3 separate regions of the Zea mays genome follow, and regions 2 and 3 are each linked to region 1. A link is a contact called in public Hi-C data. All regions are on one chromosome and are shown on one strand. The core of a region is the stretch at or near the end of the contact, and the rest is flanking DNA. Distances in the headings are between cores, read along the strand shown. Region 1 holds the start of LOC100194344 (60S ribosomal protein L18-like). Region 2 holds the start of LOC100284227 (serine/threonine-protein phosphatase PP1). Region 3 holds the start of LOC100277950.

What was found. Hi-C and Micro-C count contacts between places; a contact is called where the count stands out from the background.
Region 2: a contact with region 1 is called in a Hi-C map of ear, with 2.4 times the contacts expected there. The contact joins the promoter of LOC100284227 here to the promoter of LOC100194344 in region 1. A contact is called at or near these places in 3 of 25 Hi-C or Micro-C datasets (ear and leaf).
Region 3: a contact with region 1 is called in a Hi-C map of leaf, with 6 times the contacts expected there. The contact joins the promoter of LOC100277950 here to the promoter of LOC100194344 in region 1. A contact is called at or near these places in 4 of 25 Hi-C or Micro-C datasets (ear, leaf and tassel) and 1 of 3 datasets of contacts at active chromatin or transcription factors (seedling).

Annotation. Positions count from the first base shown.
Region 1 is chr6:138,173,786-138,178,245 of Zm-B73-REFERENCE-NAM-5.0, forward strand. It overlaps LOC100194344 (60S ribosomal protein L18-like), which reads left to right and starts at 2,133. Exons shown (of 5, transcript NM_001139380.1): 1 at 2,133-2,213; 2 at 2,297-2,386; 3 at 2,709-2,837; 4 at 3,053-3,235. The coding sequence starts at 2,211. It overlaps LOC111589643 (small nucleolar RNA snoR53Y), which reads left to right and starts at 3,478; the gene lies at 3,478-3,553. It also overlaps the pseudogene LOC103630067.
Region 2 is chr6:137,996,762-138,001,221 of Zm-B73-REFERENCE-NAM-5.0, forward strand. LOC100284227 (serine/threonine-protein phosphatase PP1) reads left to right here and starts at 1,976. Exons shown (of 4, transcript NM_001157122.1): 1 at 1,976-2,342; 2 at 3,602-4,161; 3 at 4,258-4,449. The coding sequence starts at 2,141.
Region 3 is chr6:138,045,748-138,050,207 of Zm-B73-REFERENCE-NAM-5.0, forward strand. LOC100277950 reads left to right here and starts at 2,098. Exons shown (of 5, transcript NM_001151388.1): 1 at 2,098-2,257; 2 at 2,781-2,953; 3 at 3,410-3,503; 4 at 4,335-4,432. The coding sequence starts at 2,149.

The sequences.
Region 1 (4,460 bases), core at 883-3,382:
TATACCTCTGTATTTATAGAGGAGGGGGGCTGGACACGTTACAAACAAACTCCCCGAGCTAATCCCGCGAATTTCGCTAACAAACACGGCAAGAAACTCGGAACCCTAATCTGTTCTGCGCGCGCGGACCGTCCGGCCCATAGACGCGGACTGTCCGGACCGCGGACCGTCCGGCCCTAGGACCGAACCGTCCGCTAGCTCTTTTTGGTGCCCAACAGTGATTAAAGTTAGCTATTCCTAAGGAATAAGGATAGCACCAACAAAAAATGATTAGTTGGGCTCATTGAATCACGTGAAATGTCCATCCTACTACAAATGAGAAGATGAGTCAATCCTCCATACTATCCCCACTTTAGTTTAACCGACCCACCCTACTGCACTCCTAACCATAGGAACATGAAGCGAAACATACCTTCCGAAGCATCTCTTCTGCATTTGGTTGATCCTCACGCTGCAGGCTGATGAAATAAGACTGGAGCTTCTTCGCAGCCTCCATGAAATCCCTCGCGTGCCTTTCAACATCAACCGTGCAACTCAGTAGAAACCGCGACACTTAAATATCCTGTTTGGTAGGACCGAATGTCAAAGTGCAATTTTACTTATCTAATAACCATTGTGCACAATTTAAGTCCGCATATAAAAAATGATACAAGATTCGTTCTCCTCAGTCTCAGGACCTAATCAACTAATCGCTATGCATTTGCCTGGGAACAAGAAAGATGCAAAATATCCCTCTAGAAAGAGGAAGGCCCCGTCATCCATCTCGGATTCTCGTAGGCAAAACAACGCACACCTGGCGCGCGACGGCGCCGTGGACCGAACGAGCACCACGAGGCTTGGCTAGTGCCGCAGCAGCGCAGAGCGAAGTAGAGAGGAAGAGAGGGAGGAAATGATGGGGGGTCGGCACTCCGTACTCTGGTGGGAGGACCGGAGGGAGCGGTCGACGGCCTGGAGCTCGCGCGCGGGCAGGCACGGCAGCAGGTCCGCGCGCCCGCCCTCCACGGGAGTCTGCTGCGCCGATGGCGGGGGCGGCGTCTGCGCTGGCGACTGCGTCGACGTAGGTTCAGCCATGCCGGAGAGGGTGAGTGTCCGACGGAGGTTTGGAAGGGCCTCCGATTGCTTTTGACAACCGTTGAATTTTTTTCTATGCAGTACTCCTTTTAATAGCTCTCAGCTTATTTATAGGTGGTATTATCCTTCTTACTCTAACGTCTTTTTAATTAGGAAAATTCCAAATTACTCTTAATGTTCGCATAAACCTCTAAACTAATTTTTAGAACACTTAAGAAGAATGGAGCGACTCCATCTTATTTTCTGGATGTTTGATTTTCAACAGAAAAAAGAGTGGAGCGGTTCCTAGAGTTTCCATATGAAAATTTAACATAAATAGTTAGAATATTCCCGCTCTATAAAAACGACCAGATGTGAGCGCTTTTCCGAATGCGAGCGCTCTGCTCCCTCTCATCCCCTCTATACTCATATGACTCTCTAACCAAACAAAGAACGAAGCGTCTTCACTCTATTCTACTTTTTAACCAAACAAAAAATGGAGGGACTTCACTCTACTTGCCAAATGCAGGATAAAACGATTGTATTCTCAAAAACTAGAATAGAATCGCTCCATTCTAGTTGACTCTCCAACCAAACACACCCTTACTCATCCACTCCTTTAAGTTGGTTCAATTTACTCCTTAACAAAATTTATTTTTTCTTCACGTAAAAAACAAGTTATTTGTTCAAATTTGTTGGTTAGTAGCTAATAGCATATTTTAGAGTAACTAAAAAAATATATTATGATTCTTTATAATCATTTTGATAGGTTAGAAATCTAATAAAATAATAACTTTAATGGTATAAAACTAAATATAAAATATTGATAAAAATTTCTAATATATTTTTCAAACATAAATTATGATATCCTTGAAATTCAACTTGTTATATTTATTGTGACATAACTAAACTTTAGTCAAAAGGAACCAAACAATATAATAGACCATAAAAGTCTATCTCCGTAGTCCATCAAGGCCCACGTATGACAGCCCAATAGCCCACTAATTCAAAACCCTAGCAGCACCACCCGTCTTCCTCTTCACCCACATTATAAAGATCCTCCACTTCGCACTTTCGCCGCCGCCTCTCTCCTTCCCGAGCAGGAGGCGGACAAGGTAAGCAGCAATCGCAGGAACCCTAGCGCCGCCGCACCCGCAGGAATGGTGAGCAGCCGTTCCATTCCTCGCAGCCCTTTCCAGATGGCTTCTGCGCTGTTTCCTGACGCGGATGTCGCGCTGTGTCATAGGGTATCGACCTCGTCGCCGGTGGGAGGAATAAGAAGACCAAGCGCACTGCGCCCAAGTCTGACGATGTCTACCTCAAGCTCCTCGTCAAGGTAAGCGGCGTCGTTATCTTCGATAGATCTGCCCGTGGTCGCGTGTTTGGTTCTGAAAATGCCGTGTGATCTGTAGTCCCATACTGTTATGCTAACAATTGCATCATTTTCGAGGATATTGCTTGTTGCGCCGGTGTAGTAATCCTGTAAGCTTCATCGGCCTGAAGCGACTTTGGAAGATAAAAAGAATTCATCTCTCTTTCATATAATAGATAGATGTGCAGTACCTTTGGGTTATCTGCTTGCCATGTATTAAAGGTGTCATGTCGTTCTACGTTTTTGTGTATCCCGCGATTTTGATTTGTGTTATGCTCGGGTGCAGCTCTACCGTTTCTTGGTCAGGAGGACCAAGAGCAATTTCAACGCTGTCATTCTCAAGAGGCTTTTCATGAGTAAAACCAACCGACCACCAATCTCCATGCGCCGCCTTGTCAAGTTTATGGAAGGAAAGGTATGCATCTGACAGCCACTCGAGAACAATCTGTTATTGCAAAATGAAATGTAACGTGCTTGTATTTTTTTTGTTCACGTGCTACTTTATTGTCAGATTAGTTGTGTATGTTAATAGTAGTGGATGAAAAATTGCTGACAAGCAAAATGGTTAGTCTAGCTGGTTTGCATTTGGCCATGGATATGGTGCTGAAATAGTGTCTTGTATGTTAACAGGAGAAGAACATTGCTGTCATTGTTGGCACAGTCACAGATGACAAAAGGATCCAGGAGGTTCCAGCAATGAAGGTTACTGCCCTGAGGTTCACGGAGACAGCAAGGGCCAGGATTGTCAATGCTGGTGGCGAGTGCCTCACATTTGACCAGCTTGCTCTTCGTGCTCCACTTGGCGAGAACACGGTATGCTTTGTTTTTTTTATGTTGAACGGTACAAGCTGTGTGAACATTAGTCTGCATTTTAAACTATTGTGTTTCTGAACAGAGTTAAGCCTTATGCTCCTAACAACAATTAAGTGTTGTGTAAGTTAACCATGCTATAGGCGCTGATTGTTTAGCGGGATACTTTTTAAGATTCCTTACAGAAGCAAGTATTTCAACTCTATTTTAATCTATTTCTACTGGTCATTTGGTCTTATTTTCTGGCTCCCAGTGATGGTCTATATTAACCATGCTAATACTGATGTCCTTTGACGAGTATAACAATGTGCTGAGGGAGCTGTCTGTTATTTTTTTTGACTCGTCTAGAACACTTCCATCTTCATAATTGTAATATCCTTTTTTTGCTACGAGTTGTATTTTGATCTTAGTCTTGTATGATTTTTGTGATGACAATCTTTCTACCCAGCTCATTTTCAGACTTCCCTAAGTGGGCTGTCATGATATGTGCTTTTCCATTGCATTTGAGCTCATTCAAGAATATTTTGGTATTATTTTTTCTTTCCGTGCTGTACTATTTTACCTGTGCATGTAGTTGGCTCAGTAAATAGACATACTCCTATCAATGATGATAGGATTTCTTATCCTATCTCGATTAGACTTTCCTTTGTTGGTTGTCTGGGATAAAAAAATTCCTTTCTATCTGAGCATGCATATGGTTTTTGTTCTGTTCATGATCTTTTTTACAAAGGTCGTGTAGCAGCTTATTCTTTTGAATGACATTTGCAATGATGATACTGTTTTTACCCAGCTCATTATGAGACTTCCCTCTGTGGGTTGTCATGATAAGTGCTATTCCTTTGTATCTGAGCGCATTCAAGAATTTTACTCATTTGCCGTCCACTATTTTCTTACCAAGCTGTGCAATTTTACCCATCTATTTAAGTCATTTGTACAACGGGCGTAGTCTGATTTGTTCTGCAATGATGATAAGATACTCTAATCCCAGCTCGATGAGACTTCCCTTTGTGGGCTGTCTGGGATCACAACGTTTCCTAGTATCTGAGCAAGCATATGTAGTTGTTATTTAGGGGGTGTTTGGTTACACCCCGCTAAAATTTAGCCCCTGTCCCATCGAATGTTTGAAACCCCGTTCCGGGTATTAAATGTAGTCGGATTATAAAACTAATTTGTCAGCTGAAGATTAAAAGACGAGACGAATCTAGTCCAGTTGGTTGGGTCTATATTT
Region 2 (4,460 bases), core at 726-3,225, 180 kb before region 1:
CCTTTCATCCTCTTTAAAGCTTCTTTGACCTCTGATTCTTGGATCCTGCGTACAAAACATCTATTTAAATCATCGAAGGAGTCATCCAATTGGATGTCCATAGTCTCATTCTCACCATTGAAAATATTGTCAAAATACCTCTGCCACCTCTGTTTGATGTCTTGTCCTTTCACCAAGAGTTGATCCATCTCATCCTTAATGCATTTAACTTGGTTGAGGTCCCTCGTCTTCCTTTCCTGGATCCTAGCTATCTTATAAACACCTTTCTCCCTTCCTTTGTACTTAGTCTTCAGTAAAGATCATCATAGGCTCGACCCTTTGCCTCACCCATAGCTCGCTTTGCAGTCCTCTTTACCACCTTATACCTCTCTATTTTAACTGCGCTCCTGTCATGGAACAAGCTCCTGTAACAAATTTTTTTCTCCTTTATTGCCTTTTGAACATCCTCGATCCACCACCAAGTATCCTCAGATTCACCGCTGCTCCCTTTGGTCACTCAAAACACCTCTGACGCCACCTTCTTAATAAAAGTTGCCATCTTCACCCACATGATGTTTGCATGTTCTTCTTCGGACCAAGCGCCCTCCACAAAAACTCTTTCCCTAAAAACTTCGGATGTCTCCCCTTTGAGTTTCCACCACTTCGTCCTCGCAATTTTGGCTTGTTTAACCCTATGGGTACTGATCCGAAAACAGAAGTCAGCCACCACAAGATTATGTTGGGGCTCAACACTCTCTCCAGGTATCACCTTACAATCCAAACAAGCTTGTTTATCTTCTCTCCTTGTGAGCACGAAGTCGATCTGGCTCGAACGATGGCCACTGCTAAAAGTCACCAAATGAGAATCTCTCTTTCTAAAGAAAGTGTTGGCTATCAATAGGTTGTAGGCTACAACAAAGTCCAAAATATCATCTCCTTCTTGATTCCTACTACCATACCCGAAGCCTGCATGAGCTAGCTCATAATCTACATTTGTTGAACCTACATGACCATTGAGATATCCTCCTATGAAAAGCTTCTCATTGGTGGGTACCGCTCTGACCATGTCATCTAAGTCTTTCCAGAACTTCATCTTCTCGCTCTCACTAAGACAAACCTGAGGGGCATAAGCATTTATAATGTTCAAGACTACATCCCAAAACTAGTTTGACTAGGATAATCATATCTCCCTGCCTTTTGACGTCCACCACTCCATCCTTGAGGGTATTATCAATCAGGATACCTACTCCTTTTTGTTTGCCACTGTTCCTGAGTACCATAGTTTGAAACCAGTGTTCTCCACCTCCTTCGCTTTTTGCCCTTACATTTTGTCTCCTGGACACATAGGATATTAACACGGCTCCTTCTCGCTGCATCGACTAACTCTCTTAGCTTACCTGTAAGGGATCCTACCTTCCAACTACCTACACGGATCCTAGTCGGCTCAACTAGCTTCCTTACCCCTCGCACCCGTTGAGACAGGAGCGAAGACCCTTGTACATTTGTCACAACACCCGGACGCCGATGTAGCGCGCCACTAGCCCACTAAGGAAGCGACGACCCGATCCTTGCTCACTTGACACCGCATCCAGATCACGATACGGTGTGCCACCAAGTGGGTGGTGTCTCGACCCTTACCCATTTAACATCATACCCGACTTTCGATATGGCACGTCGCTAAGAGGGTTACGCCCCAACTGTTTTCTTGACATTTTAGCGTAGGTGTCCCAGTTAATAATGGCACCAGAACGAAACCCTTATATTTGATGATAATTTGACGAAACCTATATATTTGATGACAATTTAACAAAATCCAATTATCGTAATGTCGTAATTCCAAAATTCTCCTTGTCAATAGCAAATGACAAAACGGTTGGATAGAGATCCGCCTCGTTGATCAGAGGCCGTCCATCGCGGAACCAACGGTGGATGCTCCTTCACGCGGTTTTGAACACTTCAGCCCGACGAATTGTTCGGTTCGTCGACGACAACCTCCATTTGTTCCACAATCCACATTCCCCACCCCCCACGGCCCCCGGGCCCACCCACCCTCTCCCTCTTCTTCCTCACTCCTCTCTCCCTCTCTCTCTCTCTCTCTCTCTCTCTCGTCCTGCGCCACACGCCGCGGCCGTCTCCGGGCAGGAAGGAAGGGGGCGGGAAGATGATGATGACGCGGGCACCGATGGGGCCGATGGAGGGCGCGGCGGTGGACGAGATGGTGCGCCGCCTCGTGGAGGGCGGCCGAGGCGGGCGCCAGGTGCAGCTGTCCGAGGCGGAGATCCGGCAGCTCTGCGTAGAGGGCAAGCGGGTGCTCCTCTCCCAGCCCAATCTCCTCCGAATCCACGCCCCAGTCAAGATCTGCGGTAATCGTCGCCTTTCTCTTATCTATCTATGTATCTACCTGGGCGATGCCGCCTGATTCCTTCGGTCCTTCCCCTTTTCGTTTGGGACGCCGCCTAATTCCATCCATCCCTCGGCTTTGCGGTCTCCCCGTTTTGGATGGGGAAAGGGTAATTTGGTCGTGCTACTTTTGGGCTTCCATGGCGAATTGCTCAGTCACGGTTGGATTTGGGCGACCCGGGAAAAAAAAAGTTGTTTGATAGGAGTAACCCGTCGGTGCCATGTTTTCCTGTCTGCATTCCTTACATGTTACGTTTGCAGCCTGAGAGGCATGGAAATGATTGATGGAAGTATGGATAAGTTGGCGGGAGTAATGATCGGGTACTAGAGATAATAGTTAGCTGCTAAAATTAGTTGAAGATATCCAAACAGTATAGCTTATAGTTCAGCTATTAGCTATTTTTAGCAAATTATCTAATAGCTCTAATGCAACTTTCTAGCCAATTCCATTAGCAACTTTTTTAGCCAACTAAGGCCATGTTTGGTTTCTTTAGTCTAGGGACTAAAGTTTAGTTAGGGGACTAAAGTTTAGTCCCTAACATGTTTGGTTCTAGGGGCTAAAAATAGTAAGAATATACTAAATGACTCATAAGAAGACTAAAATGACCTTTAACATTCTACTACTATAGTACAATTGAACTAAATGAGGGGTAAATGTGGAATTAATATGGTTTAGTCCCTTTTAGCACATATGTGAAGGACTAAAGACTAAATCATTTTAGTCCATATTTTAGTCCTAGTGTTTGGCAAAAAAGGGACTAAATGAGACTAAAAACTAGAGACTAATCTTTAGTCCCTCTAACCAAACACGCCCTAAGTGTTAGCTCTAATGCATTCAAATACCCCTTAGGTACAAGGGAATGCCCTCGAGTACACTTTTTAAGTTAGGTGTACTGACTTGTGCGATTGAGAATTTGTGTTGACATGAACATGTAGTCCTCTTTTCAAACCATGTATTTGATCTGTAAATTAGCAGGTGTTTGAATGCACTAAAACTAATAGTTAGTTAGCTAAAAATTATTAGTGAAATTAGCTAGCTAACAAATAACTACCTAAATATTAACTAATTTACTAAAAATAGAATAGTTGAACTATTAGCTAGGGGTGTTTGGATGTCTCAACTAATTTTAGTGGCTAACTATTAATTTTAGTGCATTCAAACACCCCCATTCTACTTCTACAGCCAAAATGGTCCCGCCTTATCAGTTGTGGTGTCCTGCAGGTGATATCCATGGCCAGTTTGTCGACCTTCTGAGATTATTCGATTTGGGTGGTTATCCTCCAGCTTCAACTTACGTATTCCTCGGAGACTATGTCGATAGAGGCAAACAGAGCCTGGAGACTATATGCTTGCTGCTGGCGTACAAAATCCGGTACCCCGAAAATATTTTCCTGTTGAGGGGTAACCACGAGGATGCAAAGATCAACAGAGTCTATGGTTTTTATGACGAATGTAAGAGGAGGTTCAATGTTCGGCTGTGGAAGATATTCTCTGATTGCTTCAACTGCCTGCCCATCGCAGCGCTCATCGATGACAAGATACTGTGCATGCATGGTGGCCTCTCGCCCGAATTGACTAGTTTGGACCAGATAAAAGATATTGAGCGACCTGCTGAGATTCCTGATTATGGTCTCCTGTGTGATCTGCTTTGGTCTGATCCTAGCCCCGATGGAGAAGGGTGGGGGGAGAGTGACAGGGGTGTCTCGTGTACGTTTGGTGCAGATAAACTTGTAGAGTTTTTGGAGAAGAATGATCTCGATCTTATATGCCGAGCTCATCAGGTTTGTGAAAGTCTATCTTCTATCCTGTTTTATCAGTTATTTTTGGTTCTCTGATCTTTACCTGACAATGCTGGCACGCTTCATGAATGTCCCTAGGTGGTTGAAGATGGCTATGAGTTCTTTGCACAACGAAGATTAGTGACAATCTTTTCAGCTCCAAATTATTGTGGAGAGTTTGATAATGTTGGCGCTCTTTTAAGCATAGATGAGAGCCTAATGTGTTCATTTCAGATCCTGAAGCCAACTGATATGGGTCCACCGCATGCAAGAAAACAAATTCCAAATAAGGTAAATCAGCT
Region 3 (4,460 bases), core at 848-3,347, 130 kb before region 1:
GGCTGGCAAAATCTCCAAATATGTCAAAACAAAGTGAGAAACAAAAGAAAAATTAGGATTTTTACCCAATTGAAATTCAGCCCCTCCAATAAACTCCTACACGTTCATATAGTTGTAGAGCTCAAAACCATGTGTCCCAATTGACAAAGTGGCGCAAAAATATCCAAGGCACGCCCTAGAAAATTTTGAACCCAAGACAAGATCATTTGACATGATTTGGCATAGGTTTTATATTGGAATCGACACTGCAAACAGTGCCAACTTGACACTCCAAGATCTTTTGATACTGGCCATATCTACACTCGGGACTCACACAAACCAGGAGGCCTTGGCACAGTGAAGAGACCATACACATGATTCTTGCCAAGATATGCACGCTAGGGCTGCCAAACGGGTGTCTGGACGAGGGCAGATGCAAATGGCCACGTGTTGGACCATGGCTGGCAAAGCCAGTGCGCAGCCAAACCCGTGCCCATAATGTTGTTCAACATTTGTTTTTTCAGGTCTATCTATTGTGCACAAATGTTGTATTTGCCTTCCTGCTGGATTTTATCCTGGGACGTGCTTGTACGTTTTTGGGACTAATATATTGTTGGGGGTCTTCTCCTTCCGAAGGTCCTAAAAAACACAACTAACTATTTGTTTCCAGCACAAGTTATTACAGGAATCTTCGTCTGAAAGATACAAGCTTCTTCCTTATGACGAAGGGACGCAAGATGAATATAGATCCAAAGAGGATAAAAGTAAATGCCGAAGCTATCACGAGATGAACAGCTTTGGCTCGCAATGAAGATGATCGAAAGAGGAAAAACTGCTTAGTCCTTAATAACATGTATTACGATCATGTGTAAATGATGAGGACATAAATGTACTTTTACTTGGGCTGCGTCCCGTGCCTATAAATAGATGAACAGTATCATCGTACTGTGCACGCTGGATTGAATTTACTATCTCGCATCCTCGCCTTCAAGCAAGCCGAATGTATCAATGTAATATTAACATTGTCGATATTCATATAGGTTTTATGGAATACAAGAATAAATGAATTATTAAAATACAGTTATCATATTCATCTCCTCGCATTCCTGTTCATGTATTGAATGATGAAGGTATATCCTTCTTGACCTTCGTCTGATAAGCATTATAGCCATCGGAGATAATGCTTCGGAAGACGAAAATCCGTAACAATTAACAATTGTGTTGATTTGTTCTTGATTCACAACATTTGAGAACAAGTGAACAACATATACCATCTCAATTGCATGTCATATAGTGCTCGGTGTATAGCAAGAATAAAGGCATAACAATTTCCCGGTTTGAGGAATCAAGGCAGTGGGTACCAAACTATAGGCTCTGCCTCCCTCTTCTCCAGTTCTCTTTGGGCCTGTTTGGTTCAGCTTTTTTCTGACCAGCTTTTCTGAAAATCTGGTTGTCGGAAGAATCTGGTTGTGGGGAGAATCTGAGTATCATTACGATTACGTGTGGAGAAAGATAAAGTTGTTCATAGGGCTCAGGATCTAGAAAGGGACGGATTCCTACTATTACAACGACTCAACCGATTATGTGTTTATGTTGATTTTGAATGGTTTTTGCCCCAACGAATTTTATAGAAGATGGCTAAAAAGCTGAGCGTTTGGCAGTCCGCAGCAGCTTTTGGTGGCCAGAAGCTGACAGAAGCCGAAACAAACAGACCCTTTGTATCCTTTAGAACAATATAATAGATTATTATGCCTTTTCTACAATACTTTTTTATCTTTTTTATAAAATTTATATCTTATAACAATTATTTTTAATGTTGATAAGGTTTTCTGTAAAAGTATAGAATGATAATTAGTCTTTCAATGTCTCAGTGTATCTTAATATAATCGTAGCCACGGGGTAGTACACGATGCGCTGCCCGTAGCCGCGTAACGGGCTCAGCCGCTCAGCTGCGGTGAGAAGCGCCAGCGAGAAGAGACCAGGGAACGGGGTGCTGAGGCCCATTGTCTATCGAAGGCCCAAATAGGACAAACCAAGGCCCAAGCTCTACTCAAGGATAGTAGAAAAAACAAAGCAAAGCCCATCGCGACAACGAGCAGAGAGGAAGCGAGAGGCGAGGAGAGAGAAAGTTCTCGAGCTAGACGAGCGCCGTGCGAGGAGAGAAGCGAGATGAGCGGTGAGGCGGCGGCCGTGGGCGGAGGCGAAGGAGAGGCGAATGGCATCCCGCCGAACGTCACCATCTATATCAACAACCTCAACGAGAAGATCAAGCTCGAAGGTCTCCTACTCCCCCGCTCCGCTCCTTCGCTAAACCCTAGGGATTTATGTCGATTTGTCTTTAGTTTTTGCGGCTCCGTCGGGGGATTTGCATCTTAGAATGTCGATGTGGGCGCCGTGCCCTAGTAGTTGGGCAATGGAAATCTCTGGCGTTTTTCCATGGGTTTGGGGTGGGCTGGTGTTAGTCCATGGAATGTACGCGTGAGTATATTGTGCCCGACTAGTCTGTGCATGTGATGGTCATAGAGTGCTTCAGGTAGCGGTTGCTGTTGCTGCCTTTGGGGTGCGGATTGTGTGGGTGTTTTTGTACTATCGAAATTGTGTTAGATATTAAGTGAGGTTGTTTGCTGCTGAAATTTTGGGCCTAGGCAGCTATATCATGCACTCTTGTTGTGGCAATATTCTTTTTTACATATACTTGCTGCAGCAATTGAAAACCTATTCGCACTCATGTTTGTGTTTATGTTCATTCGTAATTTTATCCTATTGTTATAGCTGATAGTAATTTGCTTAAATCTTTGCAGAACTTAAGAAGTCCCTAACAGCCGTTTTTTCCCAGTTTGGGAAAATTCTTGATGTGCTTGCTTTCAAGACTTTGAAGCATAAAGGTCAAGCTTGGGTTGTCTTCGAAGATGTCGCATCAGCTACTGAGGCTCTGAAGAGGATGCAGGGCTTTCCCTTCTATGACAAAACTATGGTGAGTTTTATAGCTCAATACAACTGAGCTGCAATATGTTGCTGTCTTTGGCTCAATGGGCTGGTTTATTGGGTTTTGTGATATACATGTTCAGAAAGAACATCTTTTGTTGTCCTTCCTTTCTGTCATTCTTTTATGGCTCAGGAAACCAGCAAAAGCTTATTGGCATTCGGAAGGTCACCTTTATGTTGTATTTACCCATGCAAATTTTAAGACCTCTAACTAATAAATTAGTTTGTTAGGGTTACATGCTGTAGGTACATTAACACTTATCTTGAGATGATTCTAAACTAAATCAAACTATGCCATGTTGTCAAGCATTCAACTCATTATGGTATGGAAGTGTATTTTTGTCTGTGTAGCTGCATTGCATTTAGGCTCCACGAAACTGTGTCACTGACTCACGTTATATTTTTTTATTGCTTTGCTCCTGAAACCTTTATTGTTTCAATCCAGAGAATTCAATATGCCAAGACCAAATCAGATATTATAGCAAAGGCTGATGGCACCTTTGTACCTCGAGAAAGAAGAAAGAGGACTGATGAAAAATGTAAGATGCTGGCTAAAACACCCTTCTTCTACATTTCTTGTTTAATAACTGATTTAACGATGTATCCTTATGTGCCAATGTTGTAGCTCTTCTAGACTAAATAGCTTGATGTTGACCACTTACTTTTACTTGGAGACATTATAATTTAGGTTAATTTAATCTATTGCATATTAACACTTCAATACTTCCATGTGTACTTTATAATAACTATTGGCATGTCTTTTGAAAGTGGACTAAATGCAAGTCACAAGAATTCTAATGTCCCTTCATGGTTTCTCTTTGTTGCTGGAGAAATGCTATGTCACATAGTGTTACAGTACTTGGAATTAATCAGTAAGTAGGGTATCAACATGTTCTTGTGGTCCACCCATTGAATATGAAGTTCTGTTCAGTATATAATGGTAACTAGCAACGTTCTCAAACTTCGTAACAGGAAACTATTTTGAATGCATATTTTTAAACCAATATCACAATTTTCCTACTGCTAGAAATACAATTTTGGAATATGGGTTGACTATTTTTCTTTGTGACAAATGCATTTTGTGTGGTACAACATACGCTTTTGTTTCATGTGGGAGTTTCCGGTACTGGGTGTATCCTTTTTTATTAGGATGTGAATACTAAATTGAATAGAACTTAAACTTATAGAAGCATTTGTGTCAATGAGGAGCCTCTCTCCCAACCAGAAAATTAGTAATCTGTTCTGCAGTGCACGCTACACAAACTCTGAAGAAAGAGTTGTGACTTGTTAGGAACAACTCACGCTAGTTAAAGCTTTTTCCTTTTTGGAGCTCAAGCATCATTAATTTGCCTATTCTTGAATATTGGCAGCTGAAAAGAAGCAGAAGCGCGAGCATCACCATGATGCTGGTGCTAGTCAAATTGGCATGGGTGTAACTGCTTACCCTGGTGTTTATGGGGCTCCACAGGTGAGTTATATTTGTGCTTCATCGCTTT